3 separate regions of the Arachis hypogaea genome follow, and regions 2 and 3 are each linked to region 1. Evidence: chromatin contacts called from public Hi-C data. All regions are on one chromosome and are shown on one strand. The core of a region is the stretch at or near the end of the contact, and the rest is flanking DNA. Distances in the headings are between cores, read along the strand shown.

The links. A called contact is a pair of places that touch in the nucleus more often than the background predicts.
Region 2: a Hi-C map of an unstated tissue shows a contact between it and region 1, with 4 times the contacts expected there. The contact joins the promoter of LOC112715417 here to the enhancer-like site in region 1. A contact is called at or near these places in 5 of 8 Hi-C or Micro-C datasets (leaf and an unstated tissue).
Region 3: a contact with region 1 is called in a Hi-C map of an unstated tissue, with 4 times the contacts expected there. The contact joins the promoter of LOC112715416 here to the enhancer-like site in region 1. A contact is called at or near these places in 4 of 8 Hi-C or Micro-C datasets (leaf and an unstated tissue).

What each region holds. Positions count from the first base shown.
Region 1 is chr10:25,140,157-25,144,969 of arahy.Tifrunner.gnm2.J5K5, reverse strand. No RefSeq gene overlaps it. Among protein-coding and RNA genes, the nearest start is that of LOC140175479, 8.4 kb to the left of the region's middle. Within about 2 kb of position 2,454, at least 3 of the 3 cell types and tissues checked have open chromatin away from gene starts, as enhancers often do.
Region 2 is chr10:25,613,177-25,617,989 of arahy.Tifrunner.gnm2.J5K5, reverse strand. It overlaps LOC112715417 (glycosylinositol phosphorylceramide mannosyl transferase 1), which reads left to right and starts at 2,047. Exons shown (of 5, transcript XM_025767185.3): 1 at 2,047-2,787; 2 at 3,776-4,172; 3 at 4,527-4,690; 4 at 4,810-4,813. The coding sequence starts at 2,585.
Region 3 is chr10:25,529,323-25,534,135 of arahy.Tifrunner.gnm2.J5K5, reverse strand. It overlaps LOC112715416 (nematode resistance protein-like HSPRO2), which reads right to left and starts at 2,881. Exons shown (of 1, transcript XM_025767184.3): 1 at 341-2,881. The coding sequence starts at 2,023. The coding sequence ends at 593.

The DNA of each region.
Region 1 (4,813 bases), core at 1,205-3,704:
CTTTAATTTAATTATTTGTTTTTTTATTGTTGTTTTATTTTTTTATTTAAATTTCTTATTTCAATTTACTCATTTTCATTTGTTATTCAATTTCTTTGCATTTTCAACAGTTTCAATCCCATTTTTTATTCTTTTATTTTGATTTTATTTTATTGATCGTATTGTATTGCACAATTTACTCTCAATACTAATATTAAGTAATTCTCGAAATCTACTCTTTTTTAGAAGAGTTGTATCTGTTCTCCGAATTGAGATTTTGATACAAACTTAATTTGACACACTATCAAAATTACTAAAAATCAAGTGAAACAACACTATAAACCTATAAAAAATATTTAGAAAACAATAAAATATTAAAACAGTTTAACGTTATTTTAGTTATTTTGTATTCATTAATTATCAATAGAATAATTTATTAGTATATATTATAAATATTAAATTAAATAGAATGATTTTGATTGTTATCTCCTTAACATTATCAGATTTATTTACATTTACTAAACTTGAAAGAGAATGGGAGATTCATTTTAACTTAGTGTTGTATAAGGAAAATAATGTTGCTGCTTTGATGCAAAACATGAAGTTTGGAGTCTGAATAAATATATGGAGTGGCTTGATCCTCCCACCAGCATTCTTGAAGCTCTTCGCCATGATCATGACGCTGCTTGAGTTCTCGGGATCTTTCCAACAGTGGTTGAGGTTTGTGTATCAGGGACAAAACTATTTGTCTTATAATTAGTCATATCAGGTTTGATTCTCAAACAGTAACTAAATTGTAATTGAAAAGAATTTTTAGTGTGCATGAGTAAATGAGTTTACGAGTATGTGTATAACCAAAAAAAAAAAAAAAAGAAAGAAAGAAACGGTAAAAATAGTATTAAAAAATTTATAAGATATTAGCAAGAAATAAGTTTTTGAATAATTAAAAAAACAAAAATAATAAAAAAATAATTATTTTTATTAGTAACGTACAATTTTTATGTTTACTATTTAGTAAGTAGTTTATCAATTTGGTCCAAATTTTTGTTTTTGAAATATTTTATAATTATTTATAAGGTGCATACAAAACATTAGAGTAAAATTGATCTCTATAGTTTTTTAATTATTTTAAAAAATTTCGATACACAAAAATAAATTCACTTGATGTAAAATAATCAAACTTTAAAAATAAAAAAGTCTCATATTTCTAATAATACTTATAAAAATTAATATTAAAATCTAATTTCTAATATTTAAAAATATATAAATATTTAATATCTAATTTTTTGTTTATTTTGGTTTCTTCTTAACTTTGTGTATGGCTTGGTGCTCATCACGTCCTTGTGTTAGGAGCTTGTAAGTGTTTTTGTTATCGGAAAAAAAATTAATTATTTTTATTATATTTTTAAATATTTTAAAAATGTATTTAGAATTCTTATTTTTAATTATTTTTGTTAACGAGATAAATTTAGACACCACTCATATAAAGATGGCAAAAATAAAATTTTCTAAAGTTGTTTATTTAGCCATAATTAAAAAAACGTGTTTTAAGAAATTAAACGTGGGTTAATAATAAAAACGTAAATTATGAATAAAATTGAATTAATAAGTAAACTAAAATATTTAAGAGAAAAAATAGTTAAATTATTTAAATTAATAAATAAAAAATTAATGATTCTAACTAATATTAATTCAAATGATACTGATTTTTTTTAAATTAATATAAAATAAATTTTTTAAATCTTAATTTTAAAATAAAACATTTTAGTCAAGAAATTCAAAAACAAATAAGAATTGTTAGACTAAAACAGAATAATTATCAATAAAAATCGGTAGATTAAAATATAGATCTTAAAATAAAAAAATTTAAAAGAATTATAAAAATTATAAATAAAAATTCAACTCGTAAAAAAATTATTAAATTCACAAAAAATAAGAAAAATGTCAAAATAATAATAAAATAGAAGTAAAAAATAATATTATAAAATTTATAAAAATTGATAAAAAAAGGTAAAACAACTTTCTAACAATTTTTTTGTTAAAAATTTATTTTAAACAAATTATAGAATTGGTGTTAAAGCTAAAGTAACAATTTCAAGAATATAAAAATACTTTTTAATAATGACAACACTTATAATTTATGTTACCTGTCAAAAATTTAATATATAATAATCTAATTTATGAACAAGATCAAATATTTTTATTTAAAGATATTTTAAACTTTATCTAGCCTCCTTCAGTAAATTTTTGCATACCATCTTACCAATGTAACCCATGATAAAATAATGCTTATGTTTTTTATTATCTGCCTAACAATGTAATTTGGATCTAACAATATTGAGCCCGGGAAGGAGATAGCTTTTGTTTTTGGTCTTGGGTTAAGCAAAGAACCCTACTCGAGACCTGACACAGTCTTGAGTCTATCGTATTGTTGGACCGTAGGCTTGAGTATAGATTATCAATAACCCCAATACAGACTGACAAATAATTTGCGGGTCCAGTTCCTACCAAATATTTTGGCCCAATTAATAACTGGCCCATATATAGCCTAAATGTTTATAAAATGATTACCTGATGACATTGATGTGGATTGTGGAGGCAACCAATTTTAGTTGATTACTGGACCATGACCGAAACATATAAAGTTGATTACTGGACCGAAAAAAAAAGTGAATCAATTCTGCAAACGTTAGGTGCGAATAACTCCTAATTATAACTAATTAGATGTTGCAAAGAAATATCCCTTTTATTTTTCATTTTTTATTTTTGAAACTTAGGTGCTTTAGTGTATTTCACTAATTAAGTGTTCTATTGTTTGATTATGTCCTTACCTTTTTGACTATGGCTAAGAATAGATGTTACTGAGAATATACATATTTCTTTTTTAACGTCCAAAAACCAAATGCATGTATCTTTTAATCTGAAGTCTAAACCACAGTCTGCATTATTCTCGATAAAAGTCCTATTAATTTGGTCTAGTTTAATTAGGTTATCTTACCTATGTATGAAACAATTAACACTCTCAACACAAGTTTTTTTTAGTTGGAAGAAATGAATCGAAACCTTAGTTAGGTGGTCATTTCGAGAGATTTTAGCCTAGTGAATTATGGTATTATTAGGGATAGCCGAAAATGTTTAAGTCTTGTTTAATGTTCATGTATCTGAAAAAGAAAATTAATTTAAAGGGTTAATTGGTATATTTAAAAGTAGAGATTACGTGTAAAAAAAATTAAAAAAGAAGAAATGATGACAACCCTTTGGTCTCTATTTATTAGGATTCATCCAAAATCTTATAACTAAATTAGATTAAGAATCTTCATTTTAAAAGGAACATGCATAGGTAAGGGGTTTAGTGATCTTTTAGAGGGTAATGAAGTTTTCTTATAACTCATACTAAAACTTGCTTGATTCATTTCAACCCACATGATTTTCCTTTAAATTCAACTAACTAAAGCTACATGGTTTAAGAAATAAGAAGAAAATGGATGATGGATCGTAAGAAAAATGAACAATCGATTGAGAATTACAGAATCTTGAAAAATTAATTCAATCGAATGCGATCAACATGCTCTTTTGATTATTGAAACTACTCAACCTTGTTTCTCAACTCCACACTCATTACACAATGCAAAAAGTACTCGAGTTGTCTACAAATTAAGAGAGTGACTCAAGGGTGAGAGATAGAAGAGATGAATTATTTACAATCTAGTCTCATTACTTAAGAGAAAAGATACAGAGAAAATAAAGTGGTTAATCAATTAATTCTTATTGATCATACACGGATGTATATATAATCTAATTAGAATTATCTTTTGTTGAGTTAAGAAATTAACTAAATTAATTGATGATGACAAACATTATTTTTATTGGGGTTAACTACCCAATTACTATTGATCATGCTTGACTAAGTGATGCAGGCCACAATTAGTAAACATAGCAGTAGCCCAAAATGAAACAAAGAAACTGAATCTACTCTTGTGGGAAACATTTACAAACAAAGTCCAAATAAGAAATAACAAAGAAATCTCATGGGTTGAAAAGTAAGTGAACAAAATCCAAGCCCAAGGTACTTCACTCAAGCTAATGCCTTCCAAGCTCTTCACATATGCTTCGGTCAGACTTAGAGAAAAGAAAGAGAAAGTTTAATCCAAAAGGCAAAGGTCTAATCACCCAAATCAAACTATTTCAAGCTAAGTCAGAAGGTAAAGGTGATTTATTTCCATTTGCATGCAATTTACTTTCTTCACTCCTTCTCCAACTCTCAGCTACTCCAATATGGGATAAATGGAGAAAGTGATTTCTAATAATTATTGGTGTGAATCAAAGGCCAAAATTTTTTCTTGGAGACAAAGTTCTAACTCAAGGGTTTAGATATGGGTTTACCACTAAAAGACTTTTTCATGCTACCCTGAGGTCTTCGGTTAAGCAAAAAGGCTCAGATTCAAAATTCTTAATTTAGGGATTAATTGAAAATAGTGAAATGGGAAGATGGTGAAGTACACAGCTCAAGGAGTTGACTTGGAAGAAAGCAACTTAGCAACAATGAAAGAGGTACAAAAGAAAAATTTTTCTTCTTTCTGAAGACAAGGAGAGAGAACCAGATTTTGTGAGCTTGTTATGAAGTGATTTTTTGTGAAGAGTTAATCAACCTTGGACAGTGTTTTCTAGTAAAAGAAGTATTCCGCCAAGATGAGAAACTGAATCAGAGTCAACCAAATCTGGTTCAACTTATAGTAATAGAGGCTGTTGAAGTATCAATCTCCTTCATGTTTTACAGATTATAATTTCATTTTCAATGTATATCTTTCTGTAATTTCTTGAGTGAAAAAAGACT
Region 2 (4,813 bases), core at 798-3,297, 470 kb before region 1:
TTTTTATGAGAACTTGGCAGAACCTCTCCTTAAAATAGACTTCACCACTCTCACAGCTCGCTTACTTCCATCATTCCTTAACTTATCTCAATCCAAACCAGTATTCAATTCATACATTATTTTACCAAAGCATACATATAATTTATTCACAGCTACAGTTTCGATAATTCTCAAACATTCAGAAAATCAAACACATATTAATCAAATTCAATTATTTTTACAATCACAAATCTAACACAAATTCGTCGTTCAACCAGTCCAGACAATCATAAATTATTTGCAATTACTCATTAAGTTTTTTAGCATTCATGAATTAAAAATTTATAATTTTAAAAATAAACCCCCTACCTCTTTATGAAATCAGAATCAACGAAAATTCTAGAGAAATTTTTTGATCGAGTTGTTAAAGAAAAAAACATTAAAAATTGCCTGTGTCTCCTAGAATTTTAATTGGCCGAACTCAAAAAAAAAAAGAGGAGCTACGTCACTGCAATTTCTATAAGACAAAAGTAATACCAACATGTAAAAAAAGAGAATATAAACACTTTTATCAAATTAAATTTTTTATTAGAGTTAATGGATCGCAAAAAATCAAAGTTTGAAGGTCACGGTTCCATGGAACCATTCTTTCCTCTCTCACGGGCTTTCTTTCTTGTTTGCTCTTGTTTGCTTATGGTTTCGGTGGTTCATGAGAAAAGATAAGATGTTGATGATGATGATTAATCAATATAGAAGGTTAGGTGTCATTTGGTTATATATATACAAAAGAAACATGCTTTAAGAATTATATATGTATATAAGCATGCAAGCTAAGTTATTTCATTCTTTCACTTGGTCCCTTGAGGCTTCGGCCAAAAAGAAAAGAAAAATAAATAATAATATAATATAGTAATAATAATAAAATAATATTAAATAATTATATAAAAATGATAATATAATAATGATAATATTGATAACAATGATAATATAATAATAGTAATAATAATAATAATGATAATAGTATGATAATGATAATGATAATAGTAATAATAAATATAATAACAATAAAAATCAATTAAATTTTTTTTGTCAAAATTTTTTTTGGTAAATAATTTAAGTTTAATAAATACGTCATAATTAAATTAAATTTTAATAATTATAAAATTTTATTTAATTTTTTTTATTAAAAATAATTTTTTAAAAATAAAATTTTAATATAATATAATAATTTATAAATAATTAATTATTTAATTTTTTAAAAATTCAAATTGTTATATTATTGAGTGTCTAATTATAAAATTATATTTTGTACAAGGACTTAATTATAAATTTTTAAAGTATATAAATTAATTTATAATTTTAGTGAAAATATAGGAATCAACTGTATAAATTAACCTTTAATATATAATAACCAATTATATTTATATAATATGTAATTTAAAAAATAATTAAAATATTACATCAATTAAATTATCATTTAATTTGTGAAATTAAGTATCAAACTTATACTTTAATGACATTATTTCTAATTTAAACTTTGAATTTTTCAAAACATAAAATCGAATTTAGCTGATTCGATTTATATAAATTTATTTTAGGACATGCATATAAGCTAATTTATTTAGGACATTGGTGTAATATTAGATGTTATTTAATTTGTTTATGTCATTTACCTTAAAAAATAATTATATTTTATGTACACAAAAAATTAGTTACTAAAATAAATATTTGAATAAAATATATATTAAAATACATTATTATATATATATATATATTAAAATAAATTAAATAATATATATATTTAAATTGAAATATAATACATATTGACTAATTTAGTGACTAATTTAAGTGTTTACATAATATTGTTAAATAAACAAATTATTTTTGTAACCAATTTTTTTTCTTTAGATGTTTCTTCTTTTTTTTTAAACTGATTTTTATTATACTAATAAACTATTAGAACAATTTAATCATATAATGTTATTAAAAAATTATTATTATTATTATTATTTTTGTCAAATTTTATAATGCGATATAAACTTCAAGAAAATAAAAGCCTTTTACGTAAAAACCATAGGTGAAAGTCTTGGGAGCCGCGTTTTTCAGCTGCAATATTACGACCCAATTGAACGATGGATGAAGCCACCACGTGGCGCGTCATGCCCAAGTAACAGAACGGAATCCATGTCTCTTACTCTCTTCTTTCTCTTTCGTCTGATGAGAGAGAGAGAGAGAGAGAGAGAGAGAGAGAGAGAGTGTGTGTGTCTCAAATATCAAAAAACGCGAAGAATCATATACAGGACAGAACAGAACAGAACAAGGTCACATTAAAGTTTAAACACACTAACACCGAACTCGCTTCATCCATTCCGTCATTTATTTTTCTTCATTATTCTTTTCCACTTTTCCTATTTTACCCTGCATCCACGCCGCACCGTAACATCTCCCCTGTAACGGCTCCACCATAAGGCACGTGCCGCGCGTGCTTGGAGCTTCGTCCCTCTCCTGCAAACCTAATCGACCATGGAAGGTGGCGCGTCGCCGAGTTGCCGTTGCTGAAACGGACCGATCCGAGTCGATTCGTAGGGTTCGGCGATTCCATTGAATGATGAGAGGGAGCTGGTTCTTGAAGCGGCGTCCGGAGCAGAGGTTCCGGTTGCTGGCGGCTTCCGCCGTCAAATCTGCCAGGATCAACCTCCTCCTCTGCTGTTGTATTGCTTTGGTGCTCATCGTACTCGCCACCACCATTTCCACCTTCGTCGTGTTCTCTGATTTCCCTCCTTCGCTTCCTCGCTCCCATGCTTCGGGGTTAGTTACTCTCTCTCTCTCTCTCAAATCGTCATTGTCATGTTTTTCTGCCATTGTTTCCTTATTATTTTCAGAGAAGGAAAATAATAATGACGAGTGTGATAGTTAAGTTGGAGGTAAAACATTGGGAAAGAAAAAGATTAAATAATAGTAGTATCTAGATGAGATTGGAATCTAATTCGAATCTTCCTTGTTTTGGCATGGAGGGAGATTAAATGGAATAGAATTAGTAGCTGATACCTGGCCTTGGAACTTGGAATTTAGTGAAGTTATAATTGACTGAAAATATTTAGTTTATTTATTTATTTATTTATTTTTTCTTTGTGCCTTTTCATTTCCATGTAGAGAAAGTTGGGGATAAGGAGAAAGGTTCTTTAGTGTTTAGACGGCTTGTTATCGGTATTTGGGGATTTTGGTCATTGATATTTATGAATAAGAGTTTCCGATGTTAGCATTTTTCATTAGATTGTATTCAGTGTCATTGGGGTTCAAGACTAGGTACCTTCAGAATTATTAGCTGTTTTGGCCTGTGAATTTTAATTCATCACTCCTTGATGGGCTTTCTAAGTAATAAGTAATAACAGTTCACACCCTTCTGGCTGAAGGATAGAGAAATAAACAAACTTTGTTTGGGGTTTAGGTGGTCTGTATTCTATATTATAAGCCTTATTCATGCCTTCAAGTTTAGTGCAACGGGACTGAACATCAATCTTTGAACTGAGAATGTTGATTGCACCTTCCAAATTGTAAATTTTAGCATTTTTATTAAATTGTCGAATCTGCTTATTTTCTGGTGTAGTACCCTGGTAAATAACTGGATAAAGACTATAAGAATTAAGAAATCAGGTCTTCCTCCTTCTCATTTCTTTTCGTCAGGAAAAAAGAGTGGCTAAAGGAAATCTTTTTTTGTTTGATTTAATCTCTCTAAGAATGTTGAGTGTATTTCACTTATAAAATCAGAAAACTCATTTCATTTTATGCTCCACAGAAAAGGATATTCTATTGTAATGAACACATGGAAGAGATATGATCTCCTAAAGCAGTCCATCGCACATTATTCATCCTGCCCTCGACTTGAATCGGTACATATAGTTTGGAGTGAACCGGATCCTCCTTCAGATGATCTTTTAAAATTTCTTCTTCATGCAATACAGTCCAAGTCTATAGATAGGCGACAAGTGAAATTGAAGATTGATATCAACAAGGAAGATAGTCTGAATAATAGATTTAAAGTAATTAAGGATTTGGAGACAGATGCTGTCTTTTCTATTGATGATGATGTCATATTTCCTTGCTCTTCAGTGGAATTTGCATTTGATGTTTGGCAAAGTGCTCCAGATACAATGGTTGGGTTTGTACCTCGGGCACATTGGTTGGATTCATCGGTATGCTTTTAGTTTTTTTATTTTTATCAACTGGTTTTTCACCATCCCTGGTATATCTTTTCATCTTCGTATTTTGTGCCTAAGATTTGAATTTCCAGTATCTGAAAAATTATATGATAAAATTACCTTGGAAAAAAAGCCAAGTCTTCCTGATTTGAATTTTTTAATCCATTGTTTCTTGTTCTGAATGATTTGATATAGATTGAGGAATTAAATATCTTGATGTGTTGATCCAACCTTCAAGAGAATGCCAATGCGGAGAGTAGATTAACTATTATGCGAACTTGCAAGGCTAAGTCCTTGGCATACCTCCATCTTCAATTCTAATATTTCAAGTTATTGATGTTCTTGCAGGAAAGTGGTGGCATTAAATTTAGATATGCGGGGTGGTGGTCTGTGTGGTGGACAGGTACATATAGCATGGTACTTTCAAAGGCAGCTTTCTTCCACAAAAAGTATTTCAGTGTCTACACGAATGAGATGCCAGCATCAATTAGAGAATATGTGACTCATAATAGGTTTTCCTCTTGACTATCTCTGATCACTCGCTGCTTTTCTATATATCAAAACTTTACCTTCCCAACTATGTAATTGCAGCTTGTTTTTTATTTGCTGAATTGTTCACTTGATATACCAGGAAC
Region 3 (4,813 bases), core at 1,632-4,131, 390 kb before region 1:
TGATGCGTCCTTAGTTATAAGTTGCTAAAAAATCACACGCAATACAATTAGTTTCGAGATTGATCAATACAAAATTGCTCTCAATCTTAATCACCATCCCCCTTCTCTCCCCTCTCCTTTTAACATCTTGCACAAACTATCTCTCATTCTCTCTTTTATTGTTTCTGCAATTTCACCGGCTACCTACCTTACCGTGTTTCGCCCTCACATACTCATCGCCACTCTCTCCCATCGCTATCCTCTTTAGATATAGTTATTAAGTACTAATTAAGAAGAGTAATGAGGTAAATGACAATAATGAACACATTATAATTCATAATATGAACAAAATATGGACACATTCTTAAAAAAAAAATGTCTTTATTATACAAAGATTGGCAGAACATATAATTATACAAGTGTACAACAACCCGTTACAAAATTGTACTCACTCCTCTTTCTATCAAACTTTAAGTAAAACTATAAATAATTTCTTCTCTTTTTTCCCGTTCCCTAAGCTTCATGTATCACTATTGATCTAAAATTGAACTGTTACCCAATGAAATACCACCACCTTGTTCTTCATCAATCATCACCCGTGGCTAGTGTTTCTCTAACATCGAATCCTTCTATCAGCAACAAAACTATTAACACGTTTACCATGATCGTTATTATTGTTGTTAGTATTGTTATCCCAAAAGTACCCTAAGAAAGTTTTGGCAGCGTCCAAGCTTGGAAAATAAGTAGGCTCCATAAATATCTGAGTCAGTGAGTCACCACCCTCGCAACCCATCCCAACTCGGTTCCCAGTCGCCTCCACGTTCCCCATAACCGCCGCCACCATCTGCTTGTATCCATAAAAGAACCCCTTCATAGCCTTCTCCACCGCCTGCATCCCTTGCAGCACCTCCACCTTCTCCCTCTCCTCCTCCGCCGCCGCCGCGTAAAGCCTCATCGCTGCCTCCTGAATCCTCGGCCCTCCCGTTGGATCCACCTCCGCTCCCACTACTTCCGGCACCTTCTCCCTCAGCTCCTTACACATCCTCGCCACCTCAACCAACTCCCTCGACCGGAAACAAAACGGCACCGTTTCGCCTATGCAACCGTTTTTCAACGACCTCATTGCCAGCTGGCTCTTCATCAGTTTCAAGAAATCGTTAGGATCCATTGCCATGTGAACATCCATAACTTCTTCCAGAAGCTTCCAGATCCGCTCCACCGCGTCGAGATCACTCGCGGCCTTCTCGAACTTCCTCCCTTCGATTGATCCAGCGATTCGTTCTAGAAGCTTCTGCATTACGCGGATCCACGATTCCAAGATCTGGTGCGCCGCATGAACGTTCACGTTCTCGTAGTTCCCCTCCAACGGCGTCGCCTGGAGCGTGTGGAGTTCTCTGGGCCTGCAAACCGCATCGTAAAGGAGACTGGGCTTTCCCGAGAGATTGGGCTCACCTAGGCCCAAAGTGTACGGACACCTTGTCATCTGGCACTCCACGGTGAGGAGGATCCTCTGAGCTGCGTCCTTCGATCTCCGCCACGTGGCGAGTCTCGGAAGCAGGCTGGACTCGCTGTAACTAATTCTGTTACCGGATTCTGCGAGATTAGCGGTTGGTGCAGTGCCACGTGTTTCCGTGTCTTGCTCTTCGTCCTCGCAGAGAATAGATATGATCTCGATCTGACACGTGGCGAGTGACTCAATCTTACGGTTCCATTCTCTTCGGTTCGCGTAAGGTCTTGGATCCGATGACACAGTGGAGAGGAACCGGAACGAGATTTCAAGAGCTTGCAAAGCGGGTTTTAGGATTGGCTCGTTGTTCCAGGTTGGGAAGTCTCTGTGGGACCACAGTTTTCGGAGGTCCGGGAGGCGGAGGTAGTGGTCGTAGGCGGCACAGAGCGGAGGAGGTGCGGGGGAGAAGTCTGTTGTGGTGGGGAAGGGAACATGCAGAGAGGGACCGCGCGGTGACTGTGAGGGGTTCGAAAGTTTTGGAGGATTTGATGACATGTCGGAGTTGACCATGTTTGTTTTCCAATGCAAATCAACCATTTTTCAGAGACAAAATAGATTTTGATGTGTGTTGAATTTGGATAGGGTTGTAGGTTTTTAATTTGGGCTGTGGAATAATTGAAATGATAAGTGAAGAGAGGACCGGTATTTATAGATGTGGAAATGGATGTGAGAGAGAGACAGAGAGGAAAGACGCGTGGACTGGCAGCATGGAGAACGAGGAATTTGAAAGTCGGCTTGGTGTGGAAAATGATTTTCAAATTATCCACAATATAATAAAACTTGCCTTTTTTTTTAAGTATTAATTTAGAGGTTTTGGTAAGTAAGCAAGTACGTGAATTAAGACAAGGAGTTTTGTTTATGTTAATGAATATAAAATTAGAATAAAATTTTAGATTGGATTGAATGAGGAAAAGGAGAGGAAGGATGGGAGCGGCACATGAAGGTTGAAGCTTATCCAAAACACCTAACATGGGGGAGTAAGGGAGGAAAGAATGAAATAGTTGTCTGTTTACGTTGAACCGGGGAACTAGAATAGAATAGTGTTGTTGATATCTTTGTTTAGAATAGAAATCTAGAAATTTAATTTGGTCAAAGGAAGATTAGTAGAACGAATTACTAGTGGGGTCGTCGAAGGTTAGACCTGTTGAACTGGTATATATTGCGAGTTGTATGGTGTTTCGCAGCTTGGGTACCACTTTTTTGACATTGTGGCCAATCACTAGTTGCCCTCTTGTGTGAAGCAATGGTTGGGCTTTTTCCACTTTTGGTACCATCTCATCTCTAATATCGACTCAACTAAAACATCCAGCTGCACCACCACTTGCCTTTTCTAATTTTTACGCTGAAGTATACTAATGACCAATTTGTTTGATTGCTAATGCTGAGTGTTTTTTCTCTTTTTTTCTTTCTTTTTTCTCTTTAGACATTTCCAAACTACGTTTAAAATACAAATATTTCTGCTTGGAAACGGAACCGGTTTAATTGGATGTGTGGATAAAGATAGAGTTTCATCGCGAATTAAATTTTTAATTGATAATTAGTTAATAAAATAATAGACGGATAAAGATTAAATATTTAAATTATTATTGCAAAAAAAATTAATTAATTATTAGTTAAAAATTAGATTTAATTAATATGTGTCTTAAGAGTACATGATAAATTTATTATTAATAAAAAATTTTAAATATTTTTATTTAATAAATACAAAATAAATATGTTAAAAATTTAAATTTTTATATTTTAATAATCTTAACATGTGTTTTATCGATAAATTCAAAAAAATTTATTTTCAATTTTTTAGAATAAAATATTATTTTATTTTTAACATTTGGAATTTAAAGACGAATTTATATATTAGGGTCTGGAGACAAGTGTCTCCACTATAATTTAAAATTTTTTTGAGTAATATATAACAATAATAATTATTTGTCTCATTAAATTAATTAATTTGACCCCATTTAAATTTTTTTACACAATTTTTAGTATTTGATAGTCAATTTGAGAATTTTATTTTAGATATACATTTTTATGATTAATTCTCGAATTTGAATAGAATGGATGTTTTTATTAAATATTGGTTAAGACTCGAAAGAATATTGTTTATCCATAACGGTTTCTTTTTTTAAAGTTAGTTTTAATTTTGTCGTAGCAACTACATCAGTTGAAAGAACTTTCTAAGTTATGAATATTATAAAGAGTTGGTTTCATAATTGTAAGAAGATAAATTTTTAAATAATTGTTTGGTTATATATAAAAAGAAATATTTGATTGTATTGATAATAAAAAAATTATTCATTTTTTAAATATAAAACTTAGAATAATCAATTTCTAAAATATATATTATTATTTAATTTACTATTTTTGTATTTTAATTTGTTAGTTATATAATTTAAAAACTAATTATATTTTACAATAATAAAATATAATTATAAAAATTAAGTTTAATTATTTTATTAGTTTTTATAACTTTATCAAATTTTTATTTAGATCCTTATAATCTAAAAATTTGTAATTATATTGAGTCTCTATATTAGATAAAAAAAATTAATTACGTTCTTTTTAACTTTAATTTTAACATTTGTTTTTATATTTAATGTAGGATGAATTATAAAATATTTTTAAAAAAATTTTAGGGTTAGTGTATATTTTCTAAAGATGACAACTAGAAGGATTTGATTAAATTTTTTTACCTAATATAATGAACTTTTAGACTATAAGAACTTAACTAAAAAATTAGTAAAGTATAAGAACTAATAAAGTAATTAAACCAAAAAAAATATTATTATTTTATGTATATTTTATTTTCACTGTCAAAATATTTTAAATTTGTTACTATTTGGGATAAATTTTAAACTTTTTAATATTTAAATTGTTCTATTTGTGTCTACAATCTTTTAAAATCGATTTAATTTTATTCTACTATTAACTCTTTTAACATATCACAAACAGAATTATATAAAAAATAGATTTTTTTGCACTAAAAATAGAGGGTTTAAGGTAAAAGCATGTGATTATGATATGTGGTCTGTATTTTGTTAACAAGCTGTAGGAACCAACTTGGTTTAATGGTAGTTTATGTATGATGTGATTGTGAATGAAATGCAAAGTAAACTACCATTATGCCTTCAATTAATATGTTTTGGCAGTTTTGCAATGCATAAATATAACAACTATTTGTACATGTAATTAAATGACATCACAATGATCAAATAATTAATAGAATAATTTTGGTCACCAAAAATTTAGATATTGATAAAATTAATTACAAAAAAAAATTAAACTAACGTTATAATTATAAAAAATATATATTTTTTAATAATAATAATT